2 separate regions of the Mus musculus genome follow, and region 2 is linked to region 1. Evidence: chromatin contacts called from public Hi-C data. All regions are on one chromosome and are shown on one strand. Each heading gives the region's core, a stretch centred on a gene start, on an enhancer-like site or on the middle of the called end of the contact. The rest is flanking DNA. Distances are from core to core; before and after follow the strand shown. Region 1 holds the start of Pde1c (phosphodiesterase 1C). Region 2 has its middle 80 kb from the start of Gm34753.

The links. A called contact is a pair of places that touch in the nucleus more often than the background predicts.
Region 2: a contact with region 1 is called in a Hi-C map of olfactory sensory neurons, with 2.2 times the contacts expected there. The contact joins the enhancer-like site here to the promoter of Pde1c in region 1. A contact is called at or near these places in 1 of 39 promoter capture datasets (embryonic stem cells), 8 of 484 Hi-C or Micro-C datasets (cardiomyocytes, cerebellar granule neurons, cerebellum and 5 more), 2 of 115 datasets of contacts at active chromatin or transcription factors (a beta-TC-6 cell line and stem cell-derived neural progenitor cells) and 2 of 9 other capture datasets (adipose tissue and pancreatic islet).

The regions. Positions count from the first base shown.
Region 1 is chr6:56,360,553-56,364,668 of GRCm38.p6, reverse strand. It overlaps Pde1c (phosphodiesterase 1C), which reads left to right and starts at 2,277. Exons shown (of 19, transcript NM_001159953.1): 1 at 2,277-2,924. The coding sequence starts at 2,824.
Region 2 is chr6:56,447,638-56,451,753 of GRCm38.p6, reverse strand. It overlaps a transcript of Pde1c not described here. Among named protein-coding and RNA genes, the nearest start is that of Gm34753, 80 kb to the right of the region's middle. Within about 2 kb of position 2,158, at least 5 of the 459 cell types and tissues checked have an H3K27ac peak or open chromatin away from gene starts, as enhancers often do. A contact at or near this core is called in olfactory sensory neurons, where this site is marked.

The DNA of each region.
Region 1 (4,116 bases), core at 1,028-3,527:
TGCCTGAGTATGTGTATTTTTAAGTATTTGCCTACATGAGACTTTTCTAGAATTCAACTTTAAAAAACTGACTTAGTAATTAACAACAGAAATTAACCTCCAATATACAGTTGTGAGCAGCATTATGGCTTCCAAAGCTTGCTTCTGAGTCAGTCTGTATCTGTTTATTTCCTTCCTCCCAAAGAGAATGTCACCAGAAATTGTGATTCACAACATTGCTGCAGGTATCTAGCATTCTGCATCTGCATCAGCTAAAGGGAAAAGAACAGAGCAACAGAAAGCATGAACTTGTCAAGTGAAACAGATTTCTGACTGTGGGTTAGAGAACTCTTGATTAGAAGGAAGAAAGGATGCCTAAGCTCCTTTATGGTACTCTGGCTTCATTTCTCACAGAACTGGTATGTCAGGTCAAGAGCTGAGAGATGAGAGGCCGAGTGAACAGAATCCCTGAGAAGTTAGGACTCTTTGATCCCAGAAGGAAGAGTGGCTTCATCTTCATGGTTTGAAGTTAAGGAATACATTGGAATTCCTTATTAAATAGATGCTATTTGAAATATCCTATTTAAAAAAAACTTTGAAAATCATCTTTGACACTTTGAAATTATCTTCCAGGAGACTTCTAGTTTCAGAAATCATGACTGGTCTAAAATAAGGCAAATTTATGTATTTTATCAACTTTCTAATATAACGGTAGTTTCAAAAATATCTAATGTGACACTAAATCTTGACTTCAAAGATTCTCAGTAAGTTTTCTTATCTTTTCTCTCATCTGCTAGATTGTAATGAAAGCATGTTTGTTTTCCTTCTAACATGGGCTTATTTGACCTAATCAAATCCAGTAATATCTGCCTTCCTTTCCCCAAATCTCTCTACATGATTTCAAAGAATTGTATGGGTGGAAGAGACAGGAAACTTTTTTGCTTATATTTGTCACTTTGGACATGCAGACAATGTGATCTTGCGATGGGGACACTTTTCTGAGGCCAGAATAATGGTGCTCAACTCCAGTTCTGGTTGTTCCTGGTTTGGTTCTCGTTCTTGCAGGTAACTTCCTGCTATTCCCATTTCCTTGTTGAAAAGCGGTGATAATATCAGACTCACAGACTGTTGTGTGAGCAGAGAACTGTTAGCACAGTGTTCGGACCAGAGAAAGGTTCCTGTACTTGGCACAGTGCTTGTTATCCGAATGATTATTACATGTCTGAATTTGGTCAGCAGGTCCTCACTCAGGGCACACATGCACGCTAATGGAAATACCATAGTTTCAGCCCACACTTCTGTCTTCTAGCCCCCAGACAAGTTGGCAAACTATTTCCCTTTTTGGCATACCATTTCCCAAGTCACTGTTATCAGCTGGGTGAATGTGAATAAGTAATTATATTATTCAGGTAAATGCCCTCCACACTAATATATAGCAGCTGTTTAATATTACCTTTGCCTAGTAGCAATGCTTTAATTCAGTGGAGGTGTACTTTATGCCTTTATGTACCTTTAAGGATGGATGAATAGACTGACTTTTGAATCTGTGACAAATGAGGGCGACTTTTTTTCTGATCCACCTAGGTATCTTTGCTAGAGTATATGGCCAATTACTGGGAAATGATTGCTAATTACCCAATTCATTGAGCAAGTGAAAGGTATATACCCTTGTTTTATTCCTTTGCCAAATCATATGAATGGAACTTGACTTGACCAATGAAAAGTTGTTCTTGTCTTTAAGTTGATCCCTAACCCTAGATGCTTTCCTCTTTCCAACCTGGTCCCGTTCTGCTGGGCAATTATGTTATTGACATTGTGCATGACCAAGGGGACCATCTAGCAGGGTGGTGCAGCTGTGTGGAGCTGACAGACTGCCAAAGTCAACAGCTGCGTAGCCAGCGCACAGCGGAGCCGCCTAGAAGGCTTGTAGCATTATTTGAAGAAACTCTTTTGTTGTAATATCTGTTTTTGAAAGGGGGGGGAGAGAGAGAGAGGGAGGGAGGGAGGGAGGGAGGGAGAGAGAGAGAGAGAGAGAGAGAGAGAGAGAGAGAGAGAATGAGAATCAATTTTATTAGTAAGAAAACACCAGGGCTTTGTGCTGGGAAGCCCCAGATTTCCCTTCCTTGGGGCGCGGAGCCCTGTTCTTTATGCAGTGCGGGCAGCCATCATTGTAGGGCATAGGGCTGGGTGGCCAAGGGCTGCCTGTGGGGGCAGGTGTGGTACTCCTGCCCTGCTGACAGTGTTATCCCCTCCCTCCCCACACGGGGTGCCAGCCCTGTCACTAGCCCCAAGCCAACAAAAGACTTTTCTCACTTGTCAGTTCTTGCATGTCAGCAGGGCTTGCTGGTAAGTGAGGGGCACTGAGGCGGAGCAGGCAGGGCGCAGGGCGCAGGGCGGAGCTGGGCAGGGGTCTGAGCACCCCGCGGCTCACCCTGCTGCTCAGGCTCATCCTACTCCACCCAGCTCCTCACTTTCTCCCCTCTTTTTACCACTCAGTTCTCCTCTTGCCTCCAAATCCTCTGGGGAGCCGCCGGTAGCTTCTTTGGCTTTGTTTGAAGGGAAAAAGAACAGGAACAGAGTCGAGGCGCTTTCTCCCGGACACAGTCCTTATCCCTGTCCCTGGCAGTAGTAAGCATCATGGCTGGTTTCCACAGCTGCCTCCAGCGCGCACCTGGGGCCGGAGTCCCCTGTGATCCTTGCAGGCTCTGAGCCATCTCTGGGGACGCTGCAGGGGAAGTGACAAAGTGACTGAAAGACTCACTGGGCTGGACCCAGCAAGGAGAGGAGGCTGGGAAGGGACTACACAAACTCTCTCCACCTCACCCTCAGTGAGAACCTGCAGCTATGGAGTCTCCAACCAAGGAAATTGAAGAATTCGAGAGCAACTCTCTGAAACACCTGCAACCTGAGCAGATCGAGAAAATCTGGCTTCGGCTCCGCGGGCTGTAAGTACACCTCCCTACTCCCTGACTCCCTTGCCCTCTTTCCCTCTCTCGTCCCTATTTTACTGCGCATCCACAGTCACCATTCCTTACCCCTCACTGCAAGCCCTTTGAACTCAGTGGTAGAAGTTCCACAACTGTCTCTGTAAACTACAGTCTAGGCTCCTACCTTCTAACGCAGCAGCAGAAAGGGCGGCTTTTCTGTCCTGATGCTTTGCTCTTTACAAGTCTTGTTTTATTTGAGAAGGGGCCGGGCATACCCTCCTGAATACACACTTGTGATGCAAGTAGCAAGGAGGTGTTTCCGGTCCGTTTGCCCAGGGAGAGAAGTTTGGTGAGGGACTTTTAACTAGAAATTTTCTTTGTAAACTGTTTGCAAGCATGTTGGTAGATCATCCAGTGACTTAGTAACTGTTCAGATTCAGATAGACACTTTTGCTGATAATTCTGTCTGCCTACTCTCTAGCTCGGTTCAGGTCCTGATATTTTCTTAGGACTCTTCCTGGCAGGTTTTGCTTAGAGAAGGGTGGGCTGTTTTTAGAGAAAGTGCACATCAGATACACACGGGAACAGCACAAATGGTGATACAGAGAGAGCTCTGAACTTGAGTCACTTCACCTCGTTCTTTCTGGTTTAGTTGCTGAGGACTGAGGTGACTTCAGAGTATATTTTCCTTTATTACACATTCACGACCAGTGATTCCTTGTCAGCTGACACACAGCTCCCATTGATGCTGCTCACAGCAAGTAGGTGATTATTGTGTCAGATATTCGACTTCAGCGATCTACTGTAATTTTGAAAACCCTTTGCAGGTTTTCTGAACTTACAAGGATGGTGAGAGAGAAATAGCTCCTTGCTATGCGTCTGCCATCAGTGCTTTTGAAAGCATTGCATACATATCCAAGAAGCAAAGCCAAATAAATCAAGAAGGTGCTGATCTGATCTGACCTCATCTTAGGGAAGATCACATCCTGGCAGGATATTTAGAATTACTAAGGGAAGACGCTAAAGTTGTGTTCATTTCTTTCAGGGTCCCTATTCAGGGGTATACTTTATAAAAAGCATTCCATCTAGAATGGAAGAAGCCCATTGCCATTGATTTTGTAGGACGCCTTGCCAAGGAATTTGCTTTTTTGACTTGTATAGCTAATGTAAGTGGAGACTGTAAACTTACTTGGAAAACTGGTCCCTGGCT
Region 2 (4,116 bases), core at 909-3,408, 87 kb before region 1:
TTTTTAATTTTTACTTTTTAAAGAATTTCATGTGTGAGTACTGTGTTTACATCCTTCCTTACTTTTCCCCTCCCCCGAAGTCTCTTCACTTGTTTCCTCAATTTCCTCTTTTACAGCACCTGTGCCCCTACAGAGATATTTATACTTCCCTGTTGATTGCTTCAGGATTCACAATAGTTGAAAAACAGAACCACTTTAGATGTCTATCGTTAGAGAAATGTTTCCTGTGATACCTATACACACTGAGAGTTTATGCCAATGGAAAGAAAAATGAAATCTTCACATTTTCAAAGGATGGATTAAACTAGGGACAAAAGTGATTGAGACTCAAAGACAAAATCTACACATTTCTCACATATGTGGACCCTAGATTTTAGTATGTGTGCTTTTTGTATGAAGCACCTTTCTTTGTAAAGTTCCTTAAACTGATCTTAAAAACAAAGCTCAAAAGGGGATTGTCTGGGGGGATATTACAGGTGTTACAGGCTTTTAGAGAGAGCTGTAGGATTTGGTAGTCTTAGCTCTTTCAGTTTGCTCTTTTTCCTGCTTTCTGCGCCATCCCTTCAGTTTTAGTGAGTAAAGTCTGTCCCACAGAGGAACTTCATCCCAAGAGGAGGATGGATACAAAGGCACTTTCCCTTTTCTTTCTGGAGAATTACATTTCCTCCCTTCTTTGTGTTTTTGCAAGACCAAACTCTCAGTGTGTAACAACAGATTGTATACATTGTTTACTCAGACCCAAGCTGATACGTTGCTTTTATCAGAATGAAACAGAATTACAATATTACCCAGGGCTCCTCTGCAGGCAGTATATTTGGATGCCTCTGTTAGGCACACTATAAAGTGATCTGTGGCTACCCCTAGTTTACATTCTTCTCATTTGCTTGTGCCCTTGTCTTTTCTCAGTCCATTAAACTTACCCTGCATGGTTCCTGCTCCCTGTAGCTGAGCCCCCTTCCCTAAAAGCTACAGACTGCTTCCTTGAGGCCTGAGATGTCCCCAGTGAATCTTATCCTCCTTATAAAAGACCTTCTGAAGCATGGACCGTTCTTCTTGGTCTACGTTGTACATCTGTGTTTTCTCTTATGTGACAGTGTAAACACTGTGTTGTATCTCAGAGGATGAAGGAAGTGAAAATATTGGGTTAAAACACTTAGGTTTCTTTCCCCTCACTCTATGACCCAAGAGTTTCAATCTTTGGAGACAAAATACGCTAGTGTTCAAGTGTTGAGGAAGCAGGTCCGATGGTCACTAAGGCAATTCCCATCAGATATCATAGCACTTCTCAGCTCATCGTGAGTACTGGACAGTGACACATTGGAACCTGACTGCTCCTTCTCCTACTGTGCTTATGGCTACAGATAACTGCTAACAGAGCTTATGAGTCAAGTGGATTTACAGACCATCTGGAAGGGTTATGGAATACTCGACAAGAAAGTAAGAGGAAGGAGGTACGTCAGGGACACAGAGGAGAGTGTAGGAAAATGGGTAGGTACCAAATAGGGAAGAAGGCGGAGGAGCACACAGCTGGGTTTGGGAGCAGGAGGAGCAGATGAGATGGAGTGGGCTCAGTGGAGCTGCTTGCCTCCTGCACCTGAGCCACACTATTTTTGGTATCCTGAAGGCTTAGTTTACCTGTGATCTCCCTCACGGGGCTTTTGATATTATTGGAAGAGACTCATGTGATTTTTGTTTCTGTATTTTTGTCTCTATTTAGTCAGAGGCATTTCATGCTTTCAAATCAGCCTAAAATAAATTGGAGTGGGGGAAGTTTTAGTTTTCATTTCGTCAGAGAAGACTTTCCAGCCAGTGCCCCCGGGAGACTATACTGTGGATACTCTATGTACTGGGCGTGGGTTTGCTTCTAGCGGGGCCTGTTGGGAACCTCCGCTGGTACTTTTCTTCCAGCTTTCCTCTAGGGATTCTTGACCCACAGAGGAACTATCCGGTGCCCATGCATGGAAAGCCCTCAGAAACCATTTCTGAGGGTTAAGTCAGAAAATTAACAACTCCTCTGACGATCTTTCTAGAATCTAGCCCTACTTGACCTATTTTTGATACATTTAATTATATCATTGTTTTACTTAAGAGGTCATCAGAGGAGTGACCTTGAAAACATAGTTAGGCACACAGATCCCACGAGAAGAGAGGAAGATGCGTCATACTCTGGGGCCACATGGGAAGTGCTTGGATTGGTCATTGACAGAGGAAGATGCAAGCCTGTGTGGCCAAGAGCCTCATTGTAGCTTTCCTGGGAAGGAACAGGTGAGGCTTAGATTGGCCTGTCTGAAATGGGTTCTGGAGTATCAGAGATGCTTCAGTATCTGACCTTTGTGTACGTCTAGATGACAATCACCCTGACTATGGGAGACTAAGATGGGGAGTGTCCAAATGTCTTGGCTTTTATTTGAAAAGTAAACTTCAGATAGGACTTCTCAGGGTTAGGTGGCAAGTGAGGCAGGAGACTAAGATAGGGTAACTCAGGAATATTATTGAATTGTCTGGAAGAGACATGTCTAGTACATGAATACAGGGCAAAGGTTCAAATGCTGTTTTTGAAAAGCAGAAACCTGTTGACACTGATGGGAACTCCTGGATGTACTTGGCCATGCTTGGTCCTCCTCTTACTGTATTTCCTGTGATTCTTCACTATGTTGCTTGTGATATGATACATGTTTTACTTTAAAAATTGAAACTAATTTTGCTCACATTTTATTTTTGTGTTTTCTTTCCTTTCTGAATAATAGTTATCTTTTTACTAATCAAACTGGTCATCAAACATGTTCTCAATGTCTCCTGAATGTGACCATGTGTTCATACTGAGAGAGCCACATGCCTCTTCTCTTCCTTGACCATTTTTTTCCTGTGTGACTTTTCCTTCTGAAATAAAAGCTTTCATTTCCAGCATTTTAATTTTAATTAAATTTAAATGAATTAATTTAAATTTAATTCCACATGTTAATTTTCTACAGCCTACATAAAATTTAGGATTACGGTCTCATGGCTCCCACCAAGTCTAAAAATTCGTTCTAGTGTATGTTTGTATGTATCCTTAGAATTGATCTCTTAGAGCAGGTAGAATGACTTGGTAGTAGGCTTCTTGACTAGCAGGTATAGAATCCTGGGTTTAAGTTCCACTGCCACAAGGACTTTAAAATTTCTCTAGGCATGCATTGTTCTGTAATTATCAGAAGATATTGGCTCACTCTTAAGATCAGTTACAGCTATCATTTTATATAGATAGATAGATAGATAGATTCACATATATATATATATATATATTTAGATTCATATGTTTATGTCTGCATACAATTTTAGATTTTATTTATTTTAATATTAACTTACACAGTTCAACAATATAAAATATTTATCAACGTAAAATAATCCTTTCATATCTACCCTAATTTCTCTATTACTATTTCATCCACTATATTATTTACATAGGTTTTGCTCCTTTTAAAATTTCTTCTTGTTTCTTACTGGAGAGAGAATAAAATATAAACTTTATGTATATCACCCCGAATTAAATATATCCTTTTCATCAAATAGAGTTATTTCCATTGGGAATATTGTTCAGTGGCACAGATGCTTAGAATATGAATACATTGCAGGTAGTTCAAGTGGCCGGTAGGTGGTAGTAGCCTAATTACAACAGAATTCCTCAAGTGAGGGCAGCAAATGTTAGCCATGGCTCCTTTGGAGTTGCTAAAGGCTAATATCTTTAAGAGCACACAAATGTGTTGGTGAGTTGATTTAGTTGTTAAAGAAACCAGGAAAATATTTCAATTATTTGGAACACACAATGCTTCATCTTAATTGTCAACTTGATCAGGTTGATGGATGTCTGGTACACGAGTCAAATACACTCTGGGTGTGACTGTGGGGTGCTTCCAGAAACAATTACATCATAGGAACTTAAAGTATCTCCTGATAGACAATTTGGTGACATTATGGGGCTTAAGAAGGAAGGTGGTCCCTTGTTGGAGGAATTGGTCACTAGGGCTATGTAACTGGGAGCTATATTTTGTCCTGGTTTCTTCCTATATTTCATTCTCTCTTCTTCCTGTTGCCATGATGTAAGTTCTTTTTTTATGCCTTCTTTGCTGTGATGGATGA